Regions from separate parts of the Mus musculus genome. Here regions 1, 3 and 4 are each linked to region 2. Evidence: chromatin contacts called from public HiChIP or PLAC-seq data. All regions are on one chromosome and are shown on one strand. Each heading gives the region's core, a stretch centred on a gene start, on an enhancer-like site or on the middle of the called end of the contact. The rest is flanking DNA. Distances are from core to core; before and after follow the strand shown. Region 1 holds the start of Rasal2 (RAS protein activator like 2). Region 2 holds the start of Tor3a (torsin family 3, member A). Region 3 overlaps Tor1aip2 (torsin A interacting protein 2). Region 4 holds the start of Lhx4 (LIM homeobox protein 4).

Evidence for each region. HiChIP or PLAC-seq counts read pairs in DNA pulled down with a chosen protein or histone mark.
Region 1: a contact with region 2 is called in an HNF4G HiChIP or PLAC-seq map of pancreatic cancer cells. The contact joins the promoter of Rasal2 here to the promoter of Tor3a in region 2. A contact is called at or near these places in 1 of 484 Hi-C or Micro-C datasets (embryonic stem cells) and 5 of 115 datasets of contacts at active chromatin or transcription factors (the NIH/3T3 cell line, bone marrow-derived dendritic cells, embryonic forebrain and 2 more).
Region 3: a contact with region 2 is called in an HNF4G HiChIP or PLAC-seq map of pancreatic cancer cells. The contact joins the enhancer-like site here to the promoter of Tor3a in region 2. A contact is called at or near these places in 7 of 39 promoter capture datasets (the 3T3-L1 cell line, the HPC-7 cell line, HPC-7-derived erythroid cells and 4 more), 2 of 484 Hi-C or Micro-C datasets (both in embryonic stem cells), 11 of 115 datasets of contacts at active chromatin or transcription factors (astrocytes, bone marrow-derived dendritic cells, bone marrow-derived macrophages and 7 more) and 4 of 9 other capture datasets (adipose tissue, embryonic stem cells, liver and 1 more).
Region 4: a contact with region 2 is called in an HNF4G HiChIP or PLAC-seq map of pancreatic cancer cells. The contact joins the promoter of Lhx4 here to the promoter of Tor3a in region 2. A contact is called at or near these places in 1 of 39 promoter capture datasets (neural stem cells) and 1 of 115 datasets of contacts at active chromatin or transcription factors (pancreatic cancer cells).

What each region holds. Positions count from the first base shown.
Region 1 is chr1:157,411,252-157,414,357 of GRCm38.p6, forward strand. Rasal2 (RAS protein activator like 2) reads right to left here and starts at 1,344. Exons shown (of 18, transcript NM_177644.5): 1 at 486-1,344. The coding sequence starts at 687. 2810025M15Rik (RIKEN cDNA 2810025M15 gene) reads left to right here and starts at 1,101. Exons shown (of 3, transcript NR_027984.1): 1 at 1,101-1,874; 2 at 2,493-2,544.
Region 2 is chr1:156,672,635-156,675,791 of GRCm38.p6, forward strand. Tor3a (torsin family 3, member A) reads right to left here and starts at 1,705. Exons shown (of 6, transcript NM_023141.2): 1 at 1,452-1,705; 2 at 896-1,012. The coding sequence starts at 1,671.
Region 3 is chr1:156,068,798-156,072,074 of GRCm38.p6, forward strand. It overlaps Tor1aip2 (torsin A interacting protein 2), which reads left to right. Exons shown (of 7, transcript NM_172843.4): 7 at 1-64. Among named protein-coding and RNA genes, the nearest start is that of Tor1aip1, 34 kb to the left of the region's middle. Within about 2 kb of position 1,489, at least 44 of the 459 cell types and tissues checked have an H3K27ac peak or open chromatin away from gene starts, as enhancers often do. A contact at or near this core is called in extraembryonic endoderm stem cells and pancreatic cancer cells, where this site is marked.
Region 4 is chr1:155,740,193-155,743,628 of GRCm38.p6, forward strand. It overlaps Lhx4 (LIM homeobox protein 4), which reads right to left and starts at 1,835. Exons shown (of 6, transcript NM_010712.2): 1 at 1,610-1,835. The coding sequence starts at 1,685.

The DNA of each region.
Region 1 (3,106 bases), core at 94-2,593, 740 kb after region 2:
GGGCTGGGTGTCTCTCCCATCTCTGCCCCCCACCCACAACCCCTCGATTTTGTTTTGTTTTGTTTTTCATTCATTAGCTCATCTTCTACTAAGCTTTTTCATATCTTTCTCTCAACACTTGCTTCACACAACAGGAAGGAAATGAAATCCCATTCACTTGGTTTTGTGCCTTGTTCCATTCTACCTTCCTGAGGACTCAGCAGCAAGTGCCTTTAATTAATCACCTAAGAATTACGTCCAGATAGCTCAACTCTATAAACTTACTGTGGATATCTAAAGAGGTCCAAAGGAGCCTACTGAGTCACATAACCAGGCGCTATATATTGGATAAACTTGTCAAAAAGCATTTTCTGCAACAACAACAACAACAACCAAAAAAAGATGTGGACAGCTGACCTAGGATAGATGGGGGACTAAGAATGCATCGGAGCCCAAGGAAAGATGAGAAACGCCAGCCTCTGAGGCAGACGACTTGTGATCCTTACCGAACACCCGGACCCAGCTCTGCTGCTGGCACACTGACTCCAGAAGGATCCGATCCAGCATGCCACCGGCCACTGCTCCGCTGACTGGGACGACCGCGTCCAGATCCTCCGGGGGCAGCGGCGAGTCGGACTCCAGCCCCGTGAACATCTCCGGCCACGACAGCGCCTCCGCGGCTCCTCCGGACGACGGAGACAGCTCCATGGTGTCCCAGAGGGAGCAGGCGGCGGCGGCGGGGCGGGCTTCCCGGCTGCGGGAAAGGGACGACGGCGCGGCCACCAGCACCCGAACGGCTGCGGGCGCGGACACCGCTCACCTCCTTCCCCGCCGCCCACCGCCCGAAGGCCGGGCGCCGCAGCCCACCTGCAAGCGGAGGGTGGGACCCGGGCCGGGAGGCGGGTCCAGCGTGGTCCGGAGCGGAGGCGGGTCCCGGCTCAGGTGCGGGTCCGGAGCGGACGCGGAGCACCCGGGAGCGCGGGCTCACCTCCCGCCCCCACGCAGCCCTGCTCAACCCCCGCGGGCGCGTTCGCGGGCCGCCCGGGCTTGGGCTGAGGATGGAGCTCGGCCAGGCAGGGCTGGGCTCGGGGGCGTCGCCGCCAGGGGCCGCCCCCTCTGACCGGCTCCCGCCGCCGTCGCCTCGGGGGCTCAAAGCGCCGGCTCCCTCAGCCTGAGGGGCGCGCCCCGGCCCAGCTTCTGTCCGCCTGGCGTCGGCTTGCTCCCGCGGAACGCGCAGGCCGGCCCGCTAACTCTCAGGCCGCCGCTCCGGCCGCTGCTTGGGCTCCTCCGGCTCGCGCTCCTCTGAGAAACCCACAAGCCCGGCAGCCGCGGCGCTGGCGGCGGCGGCAGGCGGCATCCCAGGGTGATAGGCCGAAGCAATCGAGTGCCGAGCTCACGGCCGCGTGTGCAATCCAGTAACCGAGCGGAGGAGGAACTGCCGCCGAAGACAGCAAAAATCGGGCACCGAAATACTCAGCGGGCCAGGCCCGCCTACTTTCCTAAGACTATCCTGCTCCGACCGCCTCTCGGTGCGGGGATCCTCGAGCTGCTGGTGGAAGCAGAGACGGTGTTGGGGAGGCGGAGAGAAAACGGGGTGCGGGAAATTTAAAAAGATGGGAAAGGCGCTTCCCTTTTATCTTAGCCCCTATCCTGTTGATTTCTGGACCAATGCTTCTTTCTCGGACGAAGAACATGAAGACGCTGCTTTATCTAACAGTCACCTCGGAAGAAACGCCATGGTTCCTCCACAAGGGAGATCTGGCCCCGCGTCTTGGATCCTGAGATCTGTGCGAGATCCCGGCTTTGCGCCCTGTCCGCCCTGGAGCTGGATTTATCATCAGTTTAGAATAGCATGGCTACGATGTGTGGTGCGGATGGATGGACGAGCCCCGCAAGTACATGAAATGCCCCAAAGCCCCAGCATTAACCAAACAAGCTTCTCTTTTTTGCCTTTGATCTTTGCAATCTGTTGGCTTCTCTTCTAACAGTGTCACTTGGGTTTTATTTTTGGTCTATGTGTAAACTGTCTTCCTCCTTAACATTGGCTTCGTTTTGTGCCCACCCAAAGCGGGATTCACCAATCCAGATTTCAGAGATTTTAGGCATAAGTAAATAAATAAATAAATAAATAAATAAATAATAGTAATAATAATAATTTCGGGTAGAAATTTACCAATTTAAATTATGTTGACAAATCAGGTTTTTCAACAATTTATGAACATGGCTACTTCAAACCAATCAGGAATTTTTCATAATTAGATGATGCTAAAAAATATTTGGGGGAGGGTTTTTGTTGTGTCCCAGCCCACCCCAGCCCTCATTTCTCTCTACTTTGACCTTCTATAAGAGGTCAATCTAATTTTCTAGGTTTTAGGAATTCTCATGTGTTTTTGTGTTTTATGGGAGTTATAGCATGCATTTTATAATTTTCTCCCAAATTTTACATAGAGTAATAGCATGTTAAAACAAGAAGTGACTTTAAAGATCCTCTCACCCTTCCTCTTGTTTAACAGGTGCAGACAGGACAGTCCACATCACCTGCCAAAGCAGCCAGCAATGCAACAGGTACGTCTTACAAGCTCTCAGTGATACTGATTTCTTCAACTCTGATCCTTCAAGAACTCTGTGATTAGATTTGTTAATCTGGTGCTTAGCAATGAAGTAGAGTAATCCCTCCCGGTATATAGAAGCCCACTTGCTTGCTATCTGACTACAGTCAGCTCTCCAATTTTAATAAATGAGAGATAAGGAAGCTAGAAGTTACAGGACCCAGCCCTAAACAAATCTAGTGTTTTCTTTCTCCCTTCTTTCCTTCCTTCCTTCCTTCCTTCCTTCCTTCCTTCCTTCCTTCCTTCCTTCCTTCCTTCCGTTTAGTTTCAAGACAGGGTTCCTCTGTGTACCAGCCCTGGCTGCCCTGGAACATGCTTTGTAGGCCAGGCTGGCTCTGAACTCAAAGAAATAGGCCTGCCTCTGCCTCCCGAGTGCTGGGATTAAAGGTGTTGGCCACCATACCCAACTCAACTCCAATTTGTAAAGATCTCTGAAGGGACATTGTCCTTTTGCAGTAGAGGGAGGGAAGGAGAGAGAGAGAAAACCCTTGGCATAGGATTTCCATTTGTATTGAATT
Region 2 (3,157 bases), core at 455-2,954:
AGGGCTACACAGAGAAATCCTGTCTTTAAATAAATAAATAAATAAATAAATAAATAAATAAACTAAAGATAAAAAAAAATTGGGAGCACCACGACTGGGGTTGGGAGTAAGGTAAGGGCCTCTTGCTCTTGATTAAGTGTTAGCATTCTGTCTAAACGCCAACCTACACTTGCCTGGCAACAGCCTCGTATGCTCCTCCCCACAAAGGCCTGACCCTTTGTAAAAGGGGCTGCTTACCCCTCCTCCCTTACTTACTCTTGCTTCCCGCTTGCTTCTCTCTTGGGCTCTTCGCTTCCCCCTTCCCTTCCCCCTCTCTCCACGTGCTCAAGGCCGGCCTCTCCGTCTCTGTCTCTCTCTCCTTCCTCTGCCTCTACTACCCTCTTAACTCCCCTTTCTTCCCCTGCTGGCCCTTCAGCGGGAAGGGATGCCTTGGCATGGGCCCACTGAGGCACCCCCTTTCCATACCTCCCCACAACCCCATAGAACATATCTTAAACTTCTTAATCTTTTTATAAACAAATCACTAAGTATCTCCATACTCTAAAAAACAAACAAACAAAACAAACAACAAAAACCCAGGAGGGCTGAGGGATGAAGTACTTGCCTGGCTCTCCTGAGGACTAGTATTTTGAAAACAGCCACATAGCAAGTATTTGGGCACTTTTCCTAGTTGGTATAATGTAACATCCGCTAAGGGCACTATCAGTGCTGCTGTTTTGTCGTCCCTATTGTTGGAGAGTGTCCTTTCTGGAAATCGTGGAGTTCAAAGTCTTGTCAGAGAGGTCCTCAAATAATTGCAGACCCGTGAGGGGTAGGTTTCTCACCAGTCGCTTCTCCATACTCACCAACCCCCTCCCCCAGATACCTGAACCCTGAAAATCACGTCAGCTCCAACCTGTCAAGTTGTTGGAGATCCTGCAATCGCCGCCGCCGCTGCAGCAGTCCTGAAAGCGACAGAGCCATGCAGTGAGCACATCCAGCGACCGCCGGCCCCACAGAGGAAGGCTCCAGCCTGGAAAGGAAATGCTATGAGATGGCAAGATAGGGACAAGAGAGACAGTCCTGAGGTTTCTCAGTGTGACAGCGCCCAAACCAGAGTTCAGGTCCCAACTCACAGCCAGGTTCCCTCGTACGCCCCAGCGCTTCCTCTCTAAGCCTTAGAAGTGAAAGTATCTGGGGTTGGGACAATCACCAAGTATGTCTACAAACGGCTTTCCTTAAACCATCATCAATAAAGCGAGCAAGAATGGGGAGGCTTGAGTGTCTAGAGAAATCAGGGCAGGTGAGGGGCGGCAGAGCAGCCAGACCTTTAGTTGTCCCTAGGGGCTGCACCTAGAGTCGTGCGGAGGTGGGGTGCAGTGACCAGGCCCCTGATGCAGGCCTGCAGTACGCAGTGCTTAAGAGTGAGACTGGCAGGTGAGCGAGGGGTCGGCGGCGGGGACCGCTCTTACCCAGAGGCGGCACGGGGGTCTCCTGGTCTTCACAGTGATCGGGCCACAAGGTGCAGCTGAAAAGCTCCCAGTACCGTTTGGAGAGGGCACCGGCCTTCCTCAGCTGCTCCTTCAGGCCTTTGACGCTCGGCCAAGGGGTGGGCTCGTCGGCCTCCTGGCCCTGCGCTCCCGGGGGGCGCAGCGGCAGGAGCAGCAGCAACCAGAGAGCGCCAAGAAACATGACCGGAGCGAGCGCTTCCGCCTCCAAGAGTCCCGGGACCCAGGACTCATCGACACCCACCAGCCGGCGCGGCCCAGGATTGGCGTCGCCGTGGTGACCGCTCCGCCCTCGCAGAGGCTGACTGAGCAACCCATCCTAATGGAACCAAGTTTCGATTCAGACCAGAGACCCATCCGAAATGAAACTCAAACTGGTGTCCCGGACTGCAGGAATCCTGAGCCCCTGTCTGCCCCTCGGGATGCAGGCTATTCTGGGGCATGCCTGTGGCCTCAAGTGGCCACGAAATGGCCACTGCCAGCCATTCAGCTGCGCCTCCCACATAAGAACCCCTTTTGGTGCCCTGCCCTCGTAGGTCAGCTTTCTGCCAACAGGAGGGTGATGAAACCGTCTGAGCAGGGAGCGTTTTTTTGTTGTCAGGGGAGTCAGCTGGGTGCAGAAGCAGTCCGAAGAGTGTGAGCAGTGGAGAGCTGGGTGGCCTGGTCCTCTAAAGAGGAAAATGAAACAGTAGAGAGCAGTGAGCAGCAGCAGGCTTTCATGGATGCCAGTCTAGCAGAAGCAAGAAGTAGGGTAGGATGGTATTTGAGTTCGGGAAAACCCCGGGTTAAGAGGAAATTGTATCATGTGAGAATTACAGATGTTAGGCTAAGTACTTGCCCACGCATAGCTAGGTTTTAAAACCTGATCAGATGCACCAGGAGGCAGAGGCAGAGGCAGGCACAGCTCTCTGAGTTCAAAGCTAGCCTTGTCTACATACTGAGTGCCAAGCCAGCTACAGTTACATAGTGAGACCCTGTCAATATTTAGAAAACACCAAAAACTCAGGCTTGGTTCCCAGCTTGGCATCAGGAGGAAGGTGGTGGAAATTAGAAGTGAGCCCTAGTGGAGGTCTTTGGGTTACTGGGGTGGGGGCATGTTCTTGAAAGAGAATTGTGGGTGAGCAGTTTTGTTCTACCAATTGCTCCCGCCACGATGCACTCTGCCCACCTTTCCCAGAGGTCTGTAAGTAGTGAACTTGACCTTCAAGGTTATGAACCAAATAAACTGTTTCTTTGATAACTCTCGGGTGCTTGCCAAGGTGGCAGGAAACTGACCCACTTCTTTACACTTAGTTGTAAATAAATAAATAAAATAAATAAATAAAATTTGTAAATAAGTAAAATAAATATCTGAGCATGCATGACAGTCTAACATACTATGGGTTTTTGTTATTGTTTGGATTTTTTGTTTGCCTGTTTTGTTTTCGAGACAAGGTTTCTCTGTGTAGCCCTGGCTGTCCTAGAACTCACTTGGTAGACCAGTTCACTTTGAACTGATTGCTATGTTGGGTGAGAGACAGCAGAAATCAGTCTTCTATGTGGATATCCAGTTTATCAGCACCATTTGTTAAAGAGGCTGTTCTTTTCTAGATGTATGCATTTTATATCTTTGTAAAATAATTAAATGGCTATGCTTGTATAGTTTAAACAAAGCAATAAAAAAATCTTGA
Region 3 (3,277 bases), core at 239-2,738, 600 kb before region 2:
AATCTCTTCAATTTTTCCTGACTGATTTTTTACTAAAATTTCCAAAATAAAGAATTTATGAAAATGGGTGTGCGGTTGTTAGTGGTGGGAAGAGTCAAAAGGATTCTGAAGCATCGGGTGGTGTTGCGGCTGTCAGGGACGAGGGGCCATGCAGGCGGTGTGCTGGACTCCTCCACCACCCTTGGCAGTGGCTGTGGGGCATTTACCCCCACCTGGCTCTCTCTTGACCAGGGGAAGAGTGAGCACAGCCTTGGGAGTGGTCCAAACATGAGGCTTGCTGACTGGGGATGTATTAAGTGTGGGTGGGGTGTCCAGCATCTTGTATGTTGGAAAGTAGGAAGGTGGTTTGTATTTAAAACTCGAATTTAGAGGCTCAAGAGATGGCTTAATAAAGTGCACAAACCTGAGGAGCAGAAATTGGATTCCTGCATCCGCATAACAAGTTGGGCTTCCTGCAAATGACTGAATCTTTACACCCAGGAATCACACACACACACACACACACACATCATTTTCAGAGCTGGGTTGATAGCTCGGTAAAAGCCTGCCTTGGAAGAACAGGCACCTGAGTTCCATCTTGACAACACCCGGTTTTGTTTTGTTTTAAAAAGCTGGGTGTAGAGGCACAGGCTTGTTACCCAGCATGGCGGAAGCAAGGGACACACAAAATCCCTGGGGCTTTGAGAGCCAGCCACCCTAACTACTTGACACGCTCTGGGCCTCAAATAACAAGGTGGACTGTGCCTGAGGAAGGACAGACAGACAGACAGACAGATGGATAGACACACACACCAGAACAAAAGAAAAGTTTGCTCTGAGGATGTTGCCGAACCTGAATTAGTGGGTAGATAGAACCCTAGGATCCACCCCCTCTCCAGTCCCTCGATGCTCAGAATCTAGTGCTGCACGCCGCTGTCTTCCTCAGCTTGGGCCAAAGTGTTTCTTGACTAATTTCCTATTTGATTCTTGTAACTTAGGAAAATGTATTTTCAAGAGTTAGTATATCTTAAGAGCATTTGGCTAGCCACAGTGCAGATGAGTTTGCTTGCAGAGAATGGGGCTTCTTTTTTTGTTTGTTTGTTTGTTTTATTCCAGACAGGGTTTCTCTGTGTAACCCTGGCTGTCCTGGAACTCACTCTGTAGACCAGGCTGGCCTCGAACTCAGAGATCTGCCTGCCTCTGCCTTCCAAGTGCTGGGATTACTGCCTGGCGAGAATGGGGCTTCTTAAACCCTGTCCAGTTACCTACAGTAGAGGAGCCATGTGGTGGTGGTTTTATTTTTGAGTGTTTAAGTTAAAAGGATAGGAAATTACATATGTACCGCCAAACACAAACTGGTAGTAGTCGAGTTTCTATATAATACATTCAACGTTGAGAAGATTAAACACAGCAACAAACAAAACAAAACAAACAATCCCTAAGCCCTGCTATTCAGATAGCCTTCAGCAGACCGGCCAGCAGCGGTGGTGCTGCGAGTGGTGGACGTGTGAACTCTCAGGTTGCAGGAATGACTCAGTGGCTGAGACTGCTCTCTGCTCTTCTAGCAGACATTCTAGTTCAATTCCTATCGAGCACATTTGATGACTCACAACTGTCTAACTCCAGCTCCAGGGGACCTGACACCCTTATGTGTGAGAGTGCGTGCGTGCGTGCTCGCGAGCAAACACACACACACACACACACACGCATGTAAATCAAAGTAAAGTAATTTAAAATTAAAAAAAAAAAAACAACAACAAGCCAGATGAGTTGTTAATTTAGCAATGCTATGGGATTATTTCTTGAGATGTCATCTCAAGCTCTCATTTGGGTTGACGCTAAAATCTGCAAACAACAAAAATAGAGAAGCTGGGGGCTAGAGAGATGGTCCAGGGCTTAGGAGCACTCGCTGTTCTTACAGAGGACCTACGATTGGTTCCTGGTTAGTCCTCTACTCTGTCAGTCTGGGAACTATAAGGAGGGGGTCTGGGGCACAGATTGCTAGACAGAAGTCTGTAGGGGGCAGTGGGAAGTGAGATAGTCGTATGTGGATACTAATGGATGTCTTTTGCCTGGGCACCCTTATGTTGTGGCCTGCTTGAGTCCTCTGCCACCCACCCCACAACTCAGGATCTGTGTGTTCGCAGGCTGGGGGAAAGTAATCCCATCCCACCACTGTCTGGCAAACAGCCGGGCACTCCCAGCTGGGAGTTTTCTTGTTTTCTGACCACGTCTTGTGTCTTGGTCCCATACCCATGGCTGAGTCTCTCCATTGCGAACTCCCTTTTCTTATCTTCGGTATGCTGCCTGCTCAGGTCTCCCCACGCCGTCTCTCAGGGTAGGTTGCAAAGCTATCTTCCGGCCTTTTTTTCCTTTGGAATGTACTTGGAGCAGGGTTTATCTTAGAAGATTTCATGTGGGGAGTAGAGATAAAGACACATCTCATCCAGCCTTGCTTTGAGCTTACAGGGCTCCATTCTTCTGCCAGGACAGGCAGAATAAACCTAGCTTAAAGCTTGTTTTGAAGAGCTAAGTAAGGTAATTCTAACATGAGTGACTTAACCAGCCGGGCATGATGGTGCACGCCTTTAATCCCAGCACTTGGGAAGCAGAGGCAGGCAGATTTCTGAGTTCGAGGCCAGGCTGGTCTACAGAGTGAGTTCCAGGACAGCCAGGGCTACACAGAGAAACCCTGTCTGGAAAAACCAAAAACCAAAAAACAACAACAAAAAAACAACCGAGTTTTAGGAGCCATCAGAAATGTTGGAAGGCTAGTGGTAATGGCCGTTGGACACTGTAAGTTCATGCCATGGGATCCTATGTGCACTTCAAATTGGCTTAAAATGCATATTTTGTGTGACATTTTTTTTCTTTTGCCACTACAAAAAGAAAATACTTTTGAATTCATACAAACTGTGCTGCCTAGCCCTATTTTTTTTCCTTTTAAGGTTCTCCATTAGTTGCTACCAGTTCCTGACTCAGCCTCCTTAGCGGTAGGGCTGAGGGCCGAGAGGAAGGGAGGAGGGACTCAGGTCAAGGAGGAATAGGGCCGGGAGGTTCTCAGTAGCCAGAGGCTGGAGGTCTGCATCTTCTTCATCTGGAACTCTTGGGTGTTCAGAGGACCTTAGAAGATCACGGTGAGGGTTCTAGTTTAGGTTGGTTTTTTTGTTGTTGTTTTTGTTTTTTCAAGACAGGGTTTCTCTGTGTCTGTGTAGTCCTGGCTGTCCTAGAACTCACTCTGTAGACCAGGCTGGCTCGAACTCAGAAATCCACCTGCCTCTGCCGCCCAAGTGCTGGG
Region 4 (3,436 bases), core at 585-3,084, 930 kb before region 2:
GTCAGAGGAGAGTCCAGAATCCGGACAGGACATCTGTGGAGGAAGTCATTAGAATACAGGTACTTAAGGAGGATTGAGTCAGACCCCCACATCCTTTATCCATTCACAGACCGCCCTTATGAGTGCAGCATAGCTACAAGTAGTTTAAGAACGTGGGTACCTTAGAAAGGGTTTGCTTTTCTGTTTGTTTAGGAGATGAGAATCAACAAGCTGTTGGAAGCAATTACCAACACTGCTTACAGAATACGCTGACAGTCAATTCTCCAAGGCGCAGCGAACTTTGCAACTGTTCGCCAACAGGCGACACAAGAACTGTAGGCTACAGCGGAGGAACAATCTAAAACAGGCTCAAATGAAGCTATCTCTTCCATTTTTCTCTCAAAAACTTTACAATAAATCTCAAGACATTGGCTGGACAGCCCGCCCTGAGATTTGTGTTACAGAACCCCTGCGATGGAGAGGCAGGGCGCAGGAGGGCGCGCTGCTGCGCCGGGGATCGTAGGTAGTCTCCATCCCTGGGTGAGCCTGCTCTTACTTACAATAAACTCCTACCGCATCACTAAAGCAGTCGTAAGCGGAAGTGTAGTCTCTTGGCAAGCCCATCGAGGGAACCCTTCATCTCTCTAGGGTACCCAGGGGCACCTAGCCCAGTGCAGCCGTTTGTAAACCCAGACTTAACCAGGAGCCCGCAAGCGCGCGCTAAGCCTGAGAACCTGTTCGGGTCTCTGCACAGATTGCTTCTATCTGTTCAGGAGTCGGAAACACAGACAGATTCCCACCCGGAAAATCTCTGCCGTGTGTGCACATCCGTACAAACCAGAAACCTGGGGTGAGAGACCTGCCGTAACTAATTGCAGGCTCTGGAAGAAATTGAGAGAGCTAGCAAAGTGCCCACACGTCTGAGTCTCTCTCCCTCTTCCAGCCCCGCGCCACTAAGATTGCCTACCCTCGCCTAAGCAAAGGCTGCACGCACAACTTCGTTCCAGAGCTTCTCGCCGCTGCATTCCTCGGCTAGCTGGAATGTGGCGAGTGCATTCGCTCACCCGGAGCAGTCTGCTGGCGGCAACACAGGCGGCGGGTGCCCCGGGCAGCAGTGACTGGGGACTCAATCAAGTGCTCGAACTGCCGAAACCAAGAGTGTGACAGGGGGCTTCTGTACAGCCCTGCGACCCGGGACGCGCTCTCCAACTTCCCGCCAGCTGGGGTAAAGTTGTACCAGCGGTTCTGCGAGCTTTGGCCATTGCCGCGAAAGGTAATCAATTGGGGGACCACTTTTGCCCTCGGGCCTGGCCTGTAGCTGGAAACCTCTGTTGTCCCCAAACAGCATCCTCCCTAGGGTTCTCATAAAAGCGACGGCCCAAAGATGCTACTTTCTATACCCTTGGGCCCTCCACGAACAGTATCCCGGAATCTTTCGAATTCGATCCCAAATTGCCAAGAGTCAAGCCCTTCAAACACTGACTGGTAGTACCCCAGCTCTGTGACCGCCTCTGCACCCCGACCCCTCCCGGTCAGTGCCTTGAACGGCGCGTCCGGCCTCCCCGCACCCGCTGAGGCTGTTAGCTGTCTTGTTATCAAATTAAATTAGCGAGAAAGGAGGGTGTCTTACGTTGCATCGGCACACCGAGCATCTCCGGGAGCCCCTTGACAGCCCCCTCCGCGGGGACAGCCGCGCTCTGCATCATCTTGGAGCCAGAGGCAGCAAGTCGCAGTCTACCGAGATCTCTCGCTCTCTCCCTCTGGCTGGATTCGGAAATTTGAAAATAATAATAATAAAACCAACCAGGCCGCTGAAGTCACAGAGGAAACCGAGCCCTCCGCGTCTCCGGGAGGACTCCACAAGCTGGCTGGCCCCCTCCCCCGCCAGTCCTCAGGCTGTTTCAAATCCCTTTGATCTCGCTCTCCCGGGCTGGTGCACATCCCGGGTTGAGGAGACACTGTTGCTGCAGCTCTGGCTCCCCCCCTTCCCTTCCCCGCCCTCCTCTCCCCCTCCCCCTCCACCCTTCGCGTGCCGGCTGCCCTGGAGGCCGCGGTCACCCAGGCATTTTGATTCATTCACACTGCAGGAGCGGCCGTGACGTCGCTTTCCGCAGGGAAGCCCGCCCTCCAGCTAGTGCTGCCAACCGGGCAGCCCGCTGCAGACCCCCGGCTAGCCAGAGTAGGGGGCGAGAAGTAGGGGGGGTTCGGTAGCCCCGAATCTGGTCGGAGGTGCGGGAGGGCGGGGCCGCCTGATAGGGGGCGGGGCCTGCAGCCCCTCCCCCACCCTGCCGTGCGGGCTCGCGCCCCGGTATAAATACTGCGGCGGGCTGGGCCGCGGCAGCAGGTGGTCCCGGAGCGCAGGGACCACGCAGAGCTGGTTTCTGCCAGCTTTGGGGATTCCCCGCTCGCCCCCAGCATCGGTCCTCTAGGATCAAGGAGGGGGCGCGGTGGGCCAGGACCCAGCGGACCCTGGGTTGGCGCTCCGAGTTCAGAGCTTCTCCAGCCCACGGAGCGTGTTCTGTAACTGGATGATTCCATCCATCCTCCACTTGTTTTTTTTTTTTTTTTCCTGGCCAGTTCCTTTCCGGCCGGTACTAACCAGACCCTACTCTCTCTCCCCCGCGTCTGGCTGAGGCAGGGCCAGGGACAGCTCGTACTCGGCCGGGAACGCGCGAGTCACGCAGTGGGCCGCCACGGAGCCGGATGGAGGCAGGCGGCCTGGGCCGCGCACGAAGGTGGCCGGGCGCGGGTCTTCGTGCGCGCCCACACTCGCCTCGGCCTTCCGCCACAGTCGGCACTCTCACCACCCGAGGTCCAGTCCTAGTCCCACGCCTCCCAGCCGCCCGCCCTCCCAACTGGGTCTCCAGCCGGCGTCCACCCAGATCCGCCCTCTCTGGCTCCTGGAGACTGCTCGGCCGAACCGGCTGCCACTGCGGGCACTTTGAACGATCCCTGGCCGCGTGTGTACTGGGCGGAGGCGTGCACCGGGCCCCCGGGGCTGACCAGCAAAGGGCGTGCATTGCTGTTGTGTTTAACACACACACAGAGACTCACACACAGACACAAACGCGCGCGTAGAAAACTCATTCTTCCCATTCTCATTCCTGGAGGCAATAAAGCAAAGATCAATGCTGGGACGAAGTCGCTAGCACTTTTTCAAACACTCGACGCCTCCTGACCACCGGCTCTAGAAACCTACCGGGTCAGCCCTGGGCCCAGCCACAGCCACCTCGGACACTACCATTCCTAATTTAATTGCCGACTTCAAGTCAGATGGGTCTTTACAACCAAATGGGACCCTGCGCTGAGAAGTTTTGTTTTTGTTTTTACTCCTGGTGTTTTAGGGTTGGTGATGGAGGAGGATGGACAGTAAGAGGGGTGGCTGTGTGTGCTACTTAGGATCTGTGTCCAATGAGGTCACAGCAATTTCTATGGGTCCTAGCACTAACGAGGGTCC